Regions from separate parts of the Zea mays genome. Here region 2 is linked to region 1. The links are chromatin contacts, called in public Hi-C maps. All regions are on one chromosome and are shown on one strand. The core of a region is the stretch at or near the end of the contact, and the rest is flanking DNA. Distances in the headings are between cores, read along the strand shown. Region 1 holds the start of LOC100383901. Region 2 holds the start of LOC100282789 (IWS1 C-terminus family protein).

The links. Hi-C and Micro-C count contacts between places; a contact is called where the count stands out from the background.
Region 2: a Hi-C map of leaf shows a contact between it and region 1, with 7 times the contacts expected there. The contact joins the promoter of LOC100282789 here to the promoter of LOC100383901 in region 1. A contact is called at or near these places in 5 of 25 Hi-C or Micro-C datasets (ear, leaf and tassel) and 2 of 3 datasets of contacts at active chromatin or transcription factors (leaf and seedling).

Annotation. Positions count from the first base shown.
Region 1 is chr8:14,522,611-14,529,839 of Zm-B73-REFERENCE-NAM-5.0, forward strand. LOC100383901 reads right to left here and starts at 4,092. Exons shown (of 12, transcript NM_001362224.1): 1 at 3,922-4,092; 2 at 3,760-3,830; 3 at 2,939-3,063; 4 at 2,195-2,236; 5 at 1-79. The coding sequence starts at 4,022.
Region 2 is chr8:14,711,689-14,718,917 of Zm-B73-REFERENCE-NAM-5.0, forward strand. It overlaps LOC100282789 (IWS1 C-terminus family protein), which reads left to right and starts at 4,280. Exons shown (of 11, transcript NM_001155695.1): 1 at 4,280-4,396; 2 at 4,493-5,003. The coding sequence starts at 4,386.

The DNA of each region.
Region 1 (7,229 bases), core at 2,842-5,341:
CGAAAAGTAGTTCTGACATTCGGGCTCGAGAAAAGGACGGATTACATTCACATTCTGTCATAAGAATTGGATGGCCCACCTGTCGAGTGTTGAGCATCATTGTTAGCTTTCAACAACACTCAGCCGAATAACAGTTTGGTTGAAGAAAGAGAAGGCATGAATTTCTGGTATAGGATATATACGAACAGATAACATAGCCCTGTTTGGGAACAAAGTTTTTGGAAACCACAGTTTTTGAAATACTACAGTACACTTCAATCATGACAATACCACAGTTTTAAATACTACAATTTTAGAAACCGAGGTCCAGACCTTAGTTTAGAATACCTTAAAACAACTAAAGTATTTGCAATATTTCAGTTTTGAAAACAGAGACTTTAGCTAGCTTGCCAAACACCATTCTGTATGTAATACTGCAATTTTTGAGAATGCTGCAGTATTCTTCCAAAACTGTGGAAAAACTTCACTCTCAAACACCCCCTAAGTGTCTGCATGTCTGATGCGAATTAACATAACTGAAGCAATGTGCAACAATTACACTATGGGAAGATGGAAGTGCTGAAATAGGAAGCCAACTCTTCCTTGTTTATGTTTTGGTACCATGGACTGGTAAGGAGGACAAACTTAACAGCATAGTTAACTTGACAACCCATGCTCATTTTGTATTTAAAGTAAAGTAGTTTTTTTTCTCGAACACGGGAGAGTTGTGTATCATTATATTAAAGAAGGAAAGGGGTTTGAGAACCCCGAGTACAACCCACACACTAACAGCACTAGCTAACACTTAGACAAACAAACACGCACGTGCTACACCAGAAAAAAACGACCAAGGGCAGCTACATTACTCAACAGGCTCTAGGGCTGAAAGGAAGGAAATCCCCCGAGCCCTGGCCAACACCCACAAGTAAGCCTCTTCTTCAGCAAGGAGCAGGGCCCTAGCCAAATTAGGCGCAGCACCTTCGAACACGCACAAATTACGATGCTTCCATAGGATCCAAGCACCTAGGATAACTAGGGAACTAAAACCTCTTTGGGCCAGATCATGAACTCTCAAGCTTTCTCTGCTCCACCAACCCTACAGGCTCTCATCTTCAGCCAATGGTGGAAGAATTTGTACGTTGAAGCGCCCCAGAAGATTAAACCAAAACTGCCGGGCAAACACACAATTTGTCAGCACATGGTCAATAGTCTCGTCCGCTTGGTCGCAGAATGGACAGGTGGCTGGGTGCGGCAAATTTCTCTTGGCGAGTCGATCTGCAGTCCAACATCTCTTGTGGGCAGCGAGCCAGATGAAGAATTTACACTTGTTAGGTGCCCATGATTTCCAAATACGCTCCCAAGGGCTGAAAGAAATTGAGCCTTGGAAGAAATTTTCACACGCCGATTTACTTGAGTATTGACCGGAAGGGGAAAGCCTCCAGATGTGAGAATCCAAGACATCCGGCTGCAGCTCAAAATTAGCTAAACATTCTGCCAGATCCAGGAACTCCAAGAGCACCTCCACGGATAGGGATCCCTGTATATCCTTAACTCACTCGTGATTTAATAAGGCTTCATGAACTGTGCGTCGATTAATTCTTCTTTTAGGCACCAAGGCAAAGATTTTTGGTGCCAGGTCCTCTAAGCACCGCCCATGCAGCCACCTGTCCTTCCAAAACAGAGTCTGCTTCTCATTCCCGACCACAGTTTCAACAGCCATAGAAAGGAAAGAGTGCACCGATTTATGCAGCTTAATAGGAAAAAGGGTCCATGGCCGCTCGGGTTCAGTCTTCTGTAACCACAACCACCTCGTTCGTAAAGTAGCTCAATACCACCTCGATCGGGTTAAAGTAAAGTAGCTCAATACCACTCATTTATTGTCATTTCATTTGCCTCGCCTTTATGAAAGGCTGCAGCTCAAGTTCCTCCTGGAAATATTAGGACACTCTACTGACTTGAAAATTTCTATTGATGAACTCTGTACAATATAAGAACTCTAAGATCTGCATCTCGAGATAACCCATTATCATCAGATTCATTACACACACTGAACTGATAGTTTATTACATCATACATAAACAACCCAATTCTCTTGTGATTCAACAAGACTAGCTAAACCAGCATTTTTCTTATGTATCGAATGCAATAGTTCAACAACAAGAGAAGAAAAAATATAAATTATTTTGGAAAGAAACCTAGGACAGTGCAAATTTACCTCTGAATCGACACCTAATCGATCAAAGCCATAGTCAAGAATCTGAAATCGATAAATAACACTGTATCAGACAAGAAAAAAAAAGAACAAAAGCAAGGGAAAAAGGAATATGCCCTACGACCCTAGAGTGTAAACATTATGATCCAGAAAAATAAGAAATCACATGTTTTCTTTATATCTTTGAGTTGTAAGATTACAATTTGCATTTACTGCCATTACAGGGGACCATCCGAATCATGAGATGGATGATCACTTGGCTAATAATGGAGCAATTACTCAATATAAAACAGTTTAGGGGGTATTTCACTATTTTGCTTTGACAATGTCTTTTACCATAATGTTTCAACAATGGATTATGGACATAAAAAATATCAGTTAACACATGTAGTACTCCCTGTTCTTAAGGCGTCGCCTAGGCGTCCAGGCGGAGGTCCAACACCTAGGCGCCTTGCCCGCCTACCTCGCCTAGGCGTCGCCTCGGCGTCCAGGCGGTGGTCCAACGCCTTGGCTCGCCTTACCGCTTTAAAAACCATGGTAGTACTTTAGTGGTTTTTTTCCTAATTAAAACGTTAAACGTCTAATGTGATTTATCAATAATGTAGTTGTTTTAATGTGTTCTACAGAAGGGTGATGAAACAGATTGATCACTGGTTTATCTATCTTCAAAATTAAATATGAATAACAAAGAACCATCTATATATCTACTGAGAACTAAAAACTGGTGGATGGTGTCTGAGAACAAACATATTCCATGTACTCGAACTGATAGACAACATCATCGTCAAATGGAGAGCGAACTGCCGATCTTGTGCAGTCAAAGAATTTCATTAGAGATGGGTCAGTGTCCCCAACAATTGAGACAGTTTCACCTGTACCGTGGAAATTAGAATACAATGAGTTGAATAATGAAACTTCCATTAAACCTCTTGCAAGTCTGTTGATTAACACATACATGAGGGTTGAGACCTTGAAAAGGTAAATTTCTGTTCCTTACATATAATCATTCAAAACAATATGAAGCTTACAGAGCTCTCAGCAAACACAATGATAACAGTAGAGATATCTGGTCTTTAGAACATTTTGTAGGATTACTTGTAGCACAAGTACATGAAACAGATAAAAGTAAGTAACATAGGATCATAAAACAAAATCCTATCGAGTCTATGCAGATATGCAGAAAACTAAAATTTCAATTTGTATCCAATTCCCGTGCACTACCACAGAATTAGTGCATGTAGACAATAGTGAAGTCACACAAACAAATGGAAATCAGCTTAGTGGTATTGGAAATCAAACTCTATAACCGTCCCAAATGATCAACGTAGTGTCGCACAAGGCACATAAACAACAAAGAAAAGAGTAAACACTCTTAATCCCCCACGATAATAACGATTTTTAAGAGTAAACTAAAATTCCCACTAGCGGGAAACTGCGGACTCAAGTTCTGAAACCGAACAGCAAGGAGCAACTAAGCAAACACGAGAACAGAAAATCCACATTTCCATGCAGCCTTCAACCACCAAATTAACACGAAATAACATTCTCCGCAGTGTAAGGCGGCGTACCAGTGCTGCGGTGGCGCGGCCTCTGCACGACATTGCGGAACGAAAGGCGCGGCTCCGCCTCGCCCGCCCACCTGCACGGAGGCAACCGCCACTTTACAGAAAACTGGAAGGCCCAGCTAGGGTTTGGGTTTGGGGAGTGCCCGGCGCGGCAGGAGCTCGTACCCGATGCGGAAGGTAGAAGCGCCGTTGTCGATGACGATGGGGGTGGACGACGGGAAGCGTGCAAAGTCGGCCTCCCGCTGAGGGCGGGTCACCGATGACATCTCGCCAGCGGCGGCGGTGACGGAGCTCGCGGGACGCGGGGGAGGAGAGGGGTTTGGACTTGGAGCGTTTGGTAACCTTGTCCTTGTGCTGACTGCTGAGTCGTCTTTCTTCGGGACCGTTCGGATGCTTCACCTGGCCTCGGCGCCTCGCCTCGCTTGCCTTGCCTTGCCTTGCCTTGCCTTGCCGGTGATCCCGAGAAACGACAGAAGGACAAGAGAATTCTTCGGAATCTATTTAAAAAATGCAACTTTTATATTATGGTGATGGTTCGAGAAAATTAACTATTTTATTTGGAGAAATGACGAAATGGAGAGAACTGATCTATACTATACTTAAAGCACCGGTTTCAACGGTCGTCATACGTCATTTTTTTACCAATAACCCCTCACAACTATTTCAAATTAATAACAGACGTCATGCGTCATTTTTTTACAAATAATCCCTCACAACTATTTCAAATTAATCTGCTGCACGTTTATAGATGTCAAACGACGCCCGACACGGGCTAGATGCACGCGGGCAACAACTATGGCACAGGCACGTCATGCCGGCCCGCTAACTGTGTCGGGCCAGCCCGTTAGACTGTCGATCCATTTAATTAAATCAGCGCACAGGCACGTCATGCCCATTTAATTAAATCAGCGCACAGGCACGTCATGCCCGTCTGCTAAATGTTTCGGGCCAGCCCATTAGCCCGTCGATCCATTTAATTAAATCGGCGTAAAATGTTAAAAAACGGTGCAGGATGTGGGGTTCGAACCCATGCCCTAATGGAAAAAGGGCAGGAGACACTAGGTGAAATTGTCTAACCAGTAGAACATCACGCTAAAATGTTTTAATATTGAATATAAATTGTATATAGGTATATACGGTTTTTTGTAAAATAAAAAATAATCGTGTCGGGCTGGGCCGAGGCTACAGCCCAAGCACGACACGACGTTCTTTGCTCTTGCAAGCATTAGGTCGTTTCTGAAACCACATTGGCGCAATTGACTACATGGTGTTTGAGGTTGCTGAATTGGATGGAACATCAATGATTTGTCACACTAACAGCAAAATAAAAGGTTATTTGTTGGTTTTAAACGTTACTAATTGCTACGAAGTAGCGTAATTTATATGGAGCGCATCCAGTTTTTATTGATGCTTGACTTTAGCAATCACTCTATATTTTGATCTATCTTTTTTATAAGTTTGACTTCATGGGACTTATTTTATAAACTTGATCTCACAAATTTTCTCTTATTTGTTCTCTGTATGATGAAATTATGTCATTTTATAATCTCTGTTCATTCAGTCAATCGTTGTGAACTCTCTTCTAATCGCCCACTTTATTGGCTGTGTTGTACAAAGACATATTTCCATGAAGTAAACAATAACATCAGTTAGCCAAATCAAAAAATATATTATACAGAGAGCGGAGACAATCAATAAAAATCTTGAATTTTTTTTGATAGATAGTTTACGTGGGTATTGTTGTAAGCCGTCGCAACGCACGGGGAACCGACTAGTATTTCATTAATGATTGTGTACACATATATATACATCTTGAACAGACGTGAAACTGCTATCTCAGACAGACACAACCCTTCACTTGTTAACTGCTTAATCTAGATTAATGGACGAGATTAATCCACGTCACTGATCCTCAACACTCCCCCTTGATCGAGTCCATGTCTTGACGTGATCATCGTTAAAGTATTAGAATCATATCCAATGAATCCGTCATGCAAACATCTTCTTCCAAAAAAAAAACCTCGTAGGAAAAAATGGATAGATAGATGATATAGCATGTGCATATGTTGATATTGCCTCATTAAAAACTTTACATGAGAAAACCTTATAAGGGAAAACTCATCTCTACTACTTATTAAGTAAGCAATAGTAGTCTGCCTCTGACAAGTTCTGCCGTTCTGCCTCTGAACCCGTTCTGCTCAGAACCGCGCCAAAAAAATTCTTGTTCTTGCAACCAGAGACATTAGTCCGAGCAACAAACAACACACACCAACGTGTCTGAGCAACAACCAACACACACCAACGCTTATAAGTCACGTTTCAATGCTCTGGGTGGCCGGTATGGCACTAATCAAATAATACCATAGCAGTGCCTGTGTTCGAGCGGTGTATGCGGCCCAACGATGGTGCGGCCCATTCTTCAGCCCATCCTATACCGCGCCTGCCTTCTACACCCTAGGCTATGGCGCCTGCCGCCTCCACTCTAGCGACGGCGCTCTGCAGGATGCCCACGACCTCGACCTCCTCCCCCACGACCACGGCCTCAACCGCTCCGCCAGCTCCGCCATTTACGCACACGACTTCAACCTCGCCCGATTCAGCGCACGCACGACTTCAACGGCGCGCAGGCTCAGGCTCCGCGACGGCCGCCACCTCGCCGAGAGCGGCGTGCCCCGGGATCAAGCTAGGTTCGCCGTCGTCTTCTCCCATGGATTCATTGGCTCCCGAGAGGACACCGTCCGCGCCTCCCAGGTACCGACCGATCCAAGCACCACCACCACCGCCAATGGGGGACGTCCACGACCCCGCGTCCTTCTCCCCGCTCTCCTCCGACGCTGGCCTCTCCCCGCACTTCCCTCCCGCGCTCGCGGACGCCGGCGCCGGCGCGCTGGACCTGTCCTTCACCTCCACCGCCTCCGCCTCCACGTCCTCCTTCACCACCGCGACCACGTTCAGCGCGCGGAGCTCGCTGTCGCTGCCGTCCTTCTCCTCCTCCACCTCGCTCTCCCCGCGCCCGCACTCCTCCTCCGCTTCACTCGCCCGCCAGGTTCATGGACGTACGGGCGAGATCTGGAGCGCGCCTCTGCCGGTGTCCTTGAACGAAGACGACCTAGCAAAGATTCCCCTTTTCTTTGGTAGCATCGGTAGGTGGAGCTGCCAAACGCTATCCCATCCGCGTGTCGTCATGTGCTGGGTGAAAGCTTCTTCTCGAAGGAACAGCAGCTGCTTGCCTCTCTCATCTTGCTAGCTTGCACAGTACAGTACAATTCTAATCTTGTTGCCATGTCATGCTTCCCAGCAGGATCAAGGTCGTTGCCGTCTCCAGGTCCATCAAATGCGACAAGGTCGAGCGCGCGCAATTCTGCTCTGAAGTCATCTCCTTTCAACATGTTGATTTTGATCTGATTCTTCTACTATAAAGTGTTGGACATGTTAATCATATATATTCAACCCAAAAAAGAAATCCCAGTGTT
Region 2 (7,229 bases), core at 3,030-5,529, 190 kb after region 1:
TCAAACTTTTATTAGCAATTACTAGGTGTAAGTAAATACCAAACCTTAATAAAAGTAATAGAACAAAATTAATAAATAATCCCATGCAAATGCAAATGACAAATTGAATTTAGGTTCCATAAATTAATCATGTGAGGGTCCGAGCCGCTCATGACCGTGAGCACGGCTAGTATACTAGTTTTACACTCTGCAGAGGTTGCGCATCTTTACCCACAAGCCGTGTTACCCATCTGCCAAGGGGTCATGAATCCCATACACATCTACCAAGGAAGCGAGGCAGGGTAACACTACGAGGCCTTTACAAAGTTCCACTAGCTTCAGAAATCCCGCTACAGTTTATAGGAAGCTCCAATGCAGGAATCCCTTGCAGGACCGCCATCGCAGCAAAATCCTCCCGAGGGCCTCCCTACACTGACCACTCCCCTACTGCCCTTGCCCCTTTCGGGTAAGGAAGACCTCCACTAGCTTTCCTAGTTAATCAGCCAAGGGCGTCCCATTAAACCCTTGTGGTAGCACTGTTTTCCCGGGTGGTCACTCCATGTTCCAATTAACATAATGATCTTATCATGAACATAAATAACATAACAGAATAATTGGAACATGGATGTAATGAAATATTAACCCGAAAACCATATAAAGCAATAGCATAACTACCCAATTGATTCAGGGGTAAACAAGGTAAACAGGATAAACAAACTAGGGTAACCTATTGGGTCCCATCAAAATTAACCTATGCAGATCATTATGATTAATTAGAACATGAGTGGGTAAAAAGAAGTGATCAAGGGCACAACTTGCCTGGCACTTGAGATTCCAATTACCAGGGTGATCTTCAGGTGACTCGAAACCTCGCTGTTAGTCGTAGCAATACAAACAAACATGGTATAGACAAAATTAACATCACACCAAACATAAGTACAACTGAATAATAATGATCTACGCGTCGCTACGAGCTCGTGGGATCGAGAACTACTGAGATCGGAGTTACGATTAAGAAGTTCTACGTGATTTAAATATTAAACCATATTATAAATTGGTTAGTGTAAATCATATGAGTGGTTATTCTATAAATAATTATCTCAACTTTAATCTAAGTTATAAATTATTCATATATCATAGTTTAGCAAGTAATGATGAATACATTAACGAAACTAACCAACCTAAGTTAAATAGAAATCTAATTATAAAATAATGAGGCATGGTATAATAAATATTGTTATTGCATAGTAAATATTTATACGAGACTAACACAACTTGAACGGATCAAATCGGAATTATAACGGAGGAGTTATGAATTTCTGAAGGTTTTATGTGCTTGCTACAAAATTAATTGAGTAATTAATTCTAGTATGGGTTTCATGTTAAAATAGTGTTACCAAGTAATATACAAAATTATAGGAACTGGAATGGATTAAAAAGGAGCTAAAATGAATTTTCTATGCATTAAATAGGTTCTAGAATTCTTTTTACATTGAAAATTCATTTTCTAAATTCATTTTTCCTATTTTCTCTGAGCTCTGGACTGCGCACACAATAACCAGGGAGCTCGGGGTTTAACATGCAAAATCGCCCAGACACAGCCACACCCGAGGGGTACTGCGGGTTGATTCTGCGAAAGTTTGGGGTCTCTTTAGTAAAAAGGTCACGGCCGAAGGGGTAAGGAGGGATTTGGGCCGTTGGATCATACATCCACGGATCAGAATAGATCGGCCATCTTGCGAACCGGTACGCAAGGGAAGCCACAGGATCGGAAACCGACGACCCTGATTTTATGAAGCTTGATCCATCCCGCACCGTCCGATCGATATCTAATGGTCGCGGGCAAAACGCCACCCAGACCTAATCCTACGCGATCACTGCGGAACAGACGGCCAGATGCACCAACTATGATCAATCCAGTGGCTCAGATTACTTCTACACCGTGTCATGCCCTGGACCGTCGATCTGTCCATCGACCGCCCACAATGTCTCTTCCTAACCGAGTGCCCAGGCGGCAAAGCTCCGCCCAAACTCCGATGAGCTCACCGGAGTTGAGTGATTCTCCCTTCCCCACCGGCGACCCGCGTTCGATCGATGTTCCCCGGAATCGTAGAGGCTACAACGGGATCGAGAAGAAATCTACTCGTCACTAATTATCCCAAGCTGAGGCTGTTCTACCGCCCGCGGCGGCAGCCTCGCCATACCAACACCGACGGAAATAACCCGACACGCTCACAACTCGGCAATCTCGGATTAAGGCACCAATACGTGCAGCGGATGCGGGGAAGAAGCTGTGGACCTTACCGAAGATGCACCGGCACTGGATTTGACGATTCCCGAGCCCTTCATCCAAGAGATTTCCGCCGCCGTAGTGATCTCCGGCCACCACAAGTTCGCGAAGACGCACAACACGATTGGGCGAACACCCCTGGCTCCTTCACGGACGTCCGAACGACGACGGTAGGGTGTTTCCCCCACGGCGACTTCGGCGAATCCATTCCCCGAATGCCTACGCAGAGGGATTCGCCCAAGCAGCGGAACTATTTCTTCTCGGTAATGGCGGAGGAGAAATCACGGCACACCGTCCTGGGTCCGCCGGCGGTCGCAGGTGGGGCGTCGTGATCCTGGCGATTTGGCGAGGCAAGCTGGCAGTGAGGCCGGTGGAGCTGTGGGTCCTGCGTCGTCGAGTCCGGCTGCGGTGGTGGACCAGTATGCAACGCGCGGCGACGAGGGTTCTCAGGCTTAAGGCTTTCCCGTTGATGTCTATGGGGTTACGAAGTGTATGCGGACGCGATTGCCAGCACGATCTATAAAGCTTTAGGCTGAGCCAAGTCGTCGGGTTTGGCAGCGAAGTCCGCGGCGAGGATCTCGATCCGGCCGTTGCAATTCGGTTGAGGTGAACGACGACTGGGTGGGATTGGGGATGACACAGCGGGTCCCACGCGGTAGTGAAATGAGCGAGGTGCGTGAGGAAATAGCGAACGACGGCTGACTGGGTGGACCACGATCCCAGTGAGGCGACCCAGTCGTAATGTGGGCGCGAGCAGACCGCTGTCAAGCGGGCCCCACGGTCAGGCGCACGCTACTTCCTGGTTGGGCCGCGCGGCTGGCTTCATCTGGTGGGCCAAAAGATGAGGTATGGGCCCAGGTAAGCTTTCTTTTTTTTTCTTTTGATTTTATTTTCTGTTTTCATTTGTTCTTAATTATTTTAAATCCAGATTTAGAATTCAAACTGAAGTGCAAATTTAAATTCATACTAACTATGCAATTTGGTCATATCATCATGTGATGAAGTTATTTAATAATATTATTTTGTATTGTATCATCTTTCTTTCTTCCCTCCTTTCCTACCTTCATTTTCTTGGTTTTCAAAATTCATTCCTCACATTCATTGCTCAAGCATAAGTTGAGATGTTAGAATTTACTATTTCATTTCTTCATATATTTATTTTATTATTTTTTTTTCTTATACAGATTTTGGGTCTTACAAAAATGAACTGTGAAGAAACTCGGGGTTCAATAATGACAAAGATCAGATTTAAACAGCACACCAGAAATGTGAATATGACCACTGGGAAAACATCACATGTTATCTGGCATCTCACATGCAAGAAGCAAAGCTATTTACTTTTGCTTAGTAAACTGCATTGCTTTGGAGTCACTTGTGTTGGAGTATCTTTGGAAAGTTGTTGTCCTTACTCAGAGGAGTATCCATTCCACTTAATTCTTATGAGAAATATAATGCAAGATCCAAGGGAGAGTTGACAAGTACTAACGATCTGGGACTTTGGGCCATGGTTATAAATGAGCAGTGCAAAAGAACCGGCACTTATCTATATTAGTAGAGATAGATATATTTACTTTTACCATCAATTGTGTTGTGATAGCTATTTTCTGCCAATATGTATGATAGGATGTGTTATGCGTGAGTTGATATATGTTAGCTGAATTGGCAAAACACTTGATATATGTTAAAATATGTTGACCCTAATGATCCTACCAAGATCTTCCTTTGGTATAATATATGTTTCATATAATTTTTTTTATTCCCGTCGCAACGCACGGGCACTCACCTAATGGAGTTATAAGACTAGTGATTAGTCGCTAAAATTTTGTCACCAAGCGGCTCGCACGGACATAGCCAGTCAACCAGGGCATTTTATCAGCACCCGATCAGGTTCGAGGAGAATTCTTGCGTGTCCGACGGGCCGAAAAGCCCAAAAATTACAGCCCATCTATATTTTACGCCTTTGCGTCGCCCCCAATCCTTTTCCTCCCCGTCGCGGCGTCGCCGGCTCCCACGGTCCACCGACGACTCTTCTTCCTCACCTCCTCCCGCTCCAGCTCCAGCTCGTCTCTCTCCTCGCCTCGCGTAGGGTTTCGCTTCCCGTCTCGCCGCCGTCAGCATGGGGGACAAGTAAGTATCTCTCCGCTCCGTGCCCCCTATTTCTCTCTGCCTCTCCTAGGGTTTCGACGCCTCACTTTGATTCCCTTCCTCGATCTACACTCCCAGCTACGATGACGAAGGCGAGCCGATCGTGAACCTCGACGAACGGGAACCCTCCCCTGAGCATCAGCCGTACGAAGACCTCGATGACGACCTCGACGGCGGCGGCGATTGGACCCGCGACCGCTCTCCGACCCCCGTCCACGGCGACGACGGCGGGGCAGGGTCCTCCTCCAAGCCCCGAAAGCGCCTTCTCAAGAAGGGCGGCGGTGGAGGCATGCCCGGCGATGACGGGCTGGATGACTTTGGGTTGGAGGACGAGGACGCGGACCCTTCGGCTGAGGCGAGGAAGAGGAAGGGCTCGTCGTCGCTGAGGGACCTCGCGAGGGGCGGGGCGGGCAGGGAGAAGAAGGCTAAGAAAATGCGGATGGAGGACGACGGGAGGGGGAGGGACACTGGGATGGTGAGGGATAGGCGGGGATCAGGAGGAAGGGACTCAGGCGGTAGGGATGACCAGGATGATGGGGAGAGGGAGATCCAGGAGCTCTGGGATACCATTGCTGGTGGTGAGTCAGAGGTAATTTTGACTGTGTGCAACTGTGCAATATGTTTGATTCAGCTCCTTTTCAATTCTAGCTAGTTGATTAATGCTTGGATGCCCCTTTTTACTGTACTACATATGTGCATTAGCTAGTTATACTTATACCTACTTTGAGCTTAATATTAAAGGTTTCTGGAAATTCAACCTCTATCAACTGCTTTTACTGATCACTTTATCTGTTGAAGGAGATTGCAATTATGCTTTGCCATGAAATATACTAGTTATCTTTTTTATCTGCCTAATGTTTTTGGAATTGTCGCTTAATTCTGGTAAGCTGTCGTGATTTGTTGAGCTTTTCTTGATGGTGAGTGACTGAGTCAACTTTCGGAGCTAGTTTGTTTATCAGTTTGTGTATTGGTGTGGTTAGTTCATCTGGTTGTAATTGGCATCCTTTAGTAATTAGTATTCAGATTACTTTTATGGGTGTTAGTAAGGTACGATGTTTGTAGCCAAGCCTCTTGAACCAGGATGTGTAGCATCTCCGGAGTTGTAGCGTTTTTAAAGGGTACTATGTAGGCTATTGACATGTCAAGTAGGACTGTTATATGCCTCTGGATTAGCTGCAAGGTAGGATTTGCCTTTATGTGGCAACTTGGGCAGCATTGTGACATCTTGTTTCTTAAGGAGATTGTATAACTGAAATGCTGTTCTGTTCACTTCTTTGTATGGAATACTTTCCTTGCGTTTAGTTCCTTCATTTCTTTTTTCTTCAAGGAGAATTGCTTACTAAGGATCAGGATGGTTGTGTAAATATGTTAGGTGCATATCAAGCCAGGGTATTGATCTTGCTATCATGCTTTTTAAGACATCACCTTGGTGTCCGGTCGAGTAGGCTGGGCGTTGGCTTGCCACGGCCAATCAGGCTATGGCGTCCACCTTGCAGCATAAATTGTCACCTAGGCACGATTTGGTGCAGTTTAAGGCCTGAGCAGCCTGAGGCAGATGCCGCACAAGTGTGGGCATGGGGGAGGAGTGTGCATGGAAAAATTGCATGCGGGAGCAGGTGCGGGAGATTTGCGCGTGAAGGAGAACGACAGGAGTCACGTGCTGGCGATTGTGTACCTACAGGTCCCATGAGGCCATAATCCGTCTCTCTCACGCGCCAATTGATAGGGAAGGGGAAACAGAAGAGGGCACACACCTGGTTCATGGGGGTGGGCGCTGCTAGAGTCTTGCTGCTCCACCTCTTCTGCTCCATTGATAACACTTCTCTCCTTTGATTTGAGTCTCCCTTCATCTTCTCCATTAATTTGTGCCTTCTCTGGTCCTCGTATGCTGATTGATTCATGGCTCTTTTCCCCTTCTCTGTTGGTTACTGTCTGCAGCCTGGCGTCATGAGGTCACGGAGGTACGTAAGCATCTCTTCCTCTCCCTTCGGCTTCCCTCCTCTTGGATGTGCACTGCCTCTGCTCTTTACTTGGATATGCTCTGCAGTTTTCCTATCCTCTGCTTTCTTTCTCTTCCTCTTATTTTCCTGCTTCTCTGCACTTATGCTACTTGTATTGTTTTGCACTAGCAGCACTAATTAATTAAGTTATACTATGCAATTAGAGAGTGTTTTTTTTGACATTGAGAGATACATTTGTTATTTTGCTACATTATATTGTGTACTAACACTCCGGTAGCACTACTTATTATGGTATTACATGCTAAGAACATGCAATACTAAGGTATGCTTTGTTTCTGAACTTCAGTGACATTATATACTCCATCCATTCAGATATGATAGTCTTTTTTTTACAATGGCACAATGACTAAGGAAAGAGTGGCTTGCTTATCAAGTAATTACTCCATCCATCGGTAATCCTCGTTAGCCTGCTGTTTTTCCACCATGCGTCTGTTCCATACCACATCCCTTTAAATGTGAAGCTGCCAGTTCGTGAGGAGTATAGATGAGAGCAGGTGAGCAGCCAATTTAAAAAGATATTATAGCAACGTGAAGCACGTACGGGTGGCAGATTAAATGGAACGGGAAGCGAGACAGGCATACACGGTTGAACGCGAGGACTTGAGAAGACTATCATATCTGATTTTCTCAGATTTTGAGAAAAGACCATCATATCTGAATGGAGGAAGTATTTAGTTGTTTGTATGACGTCGCCTCACTGCACTTTAAACACCTAGTCGACTCTTTTTTTTTTGGGCAGGGGAGGGGGGTCGCTGTGGCTCGACTTACTTGCCTAATAACCATGCTTGTTATTA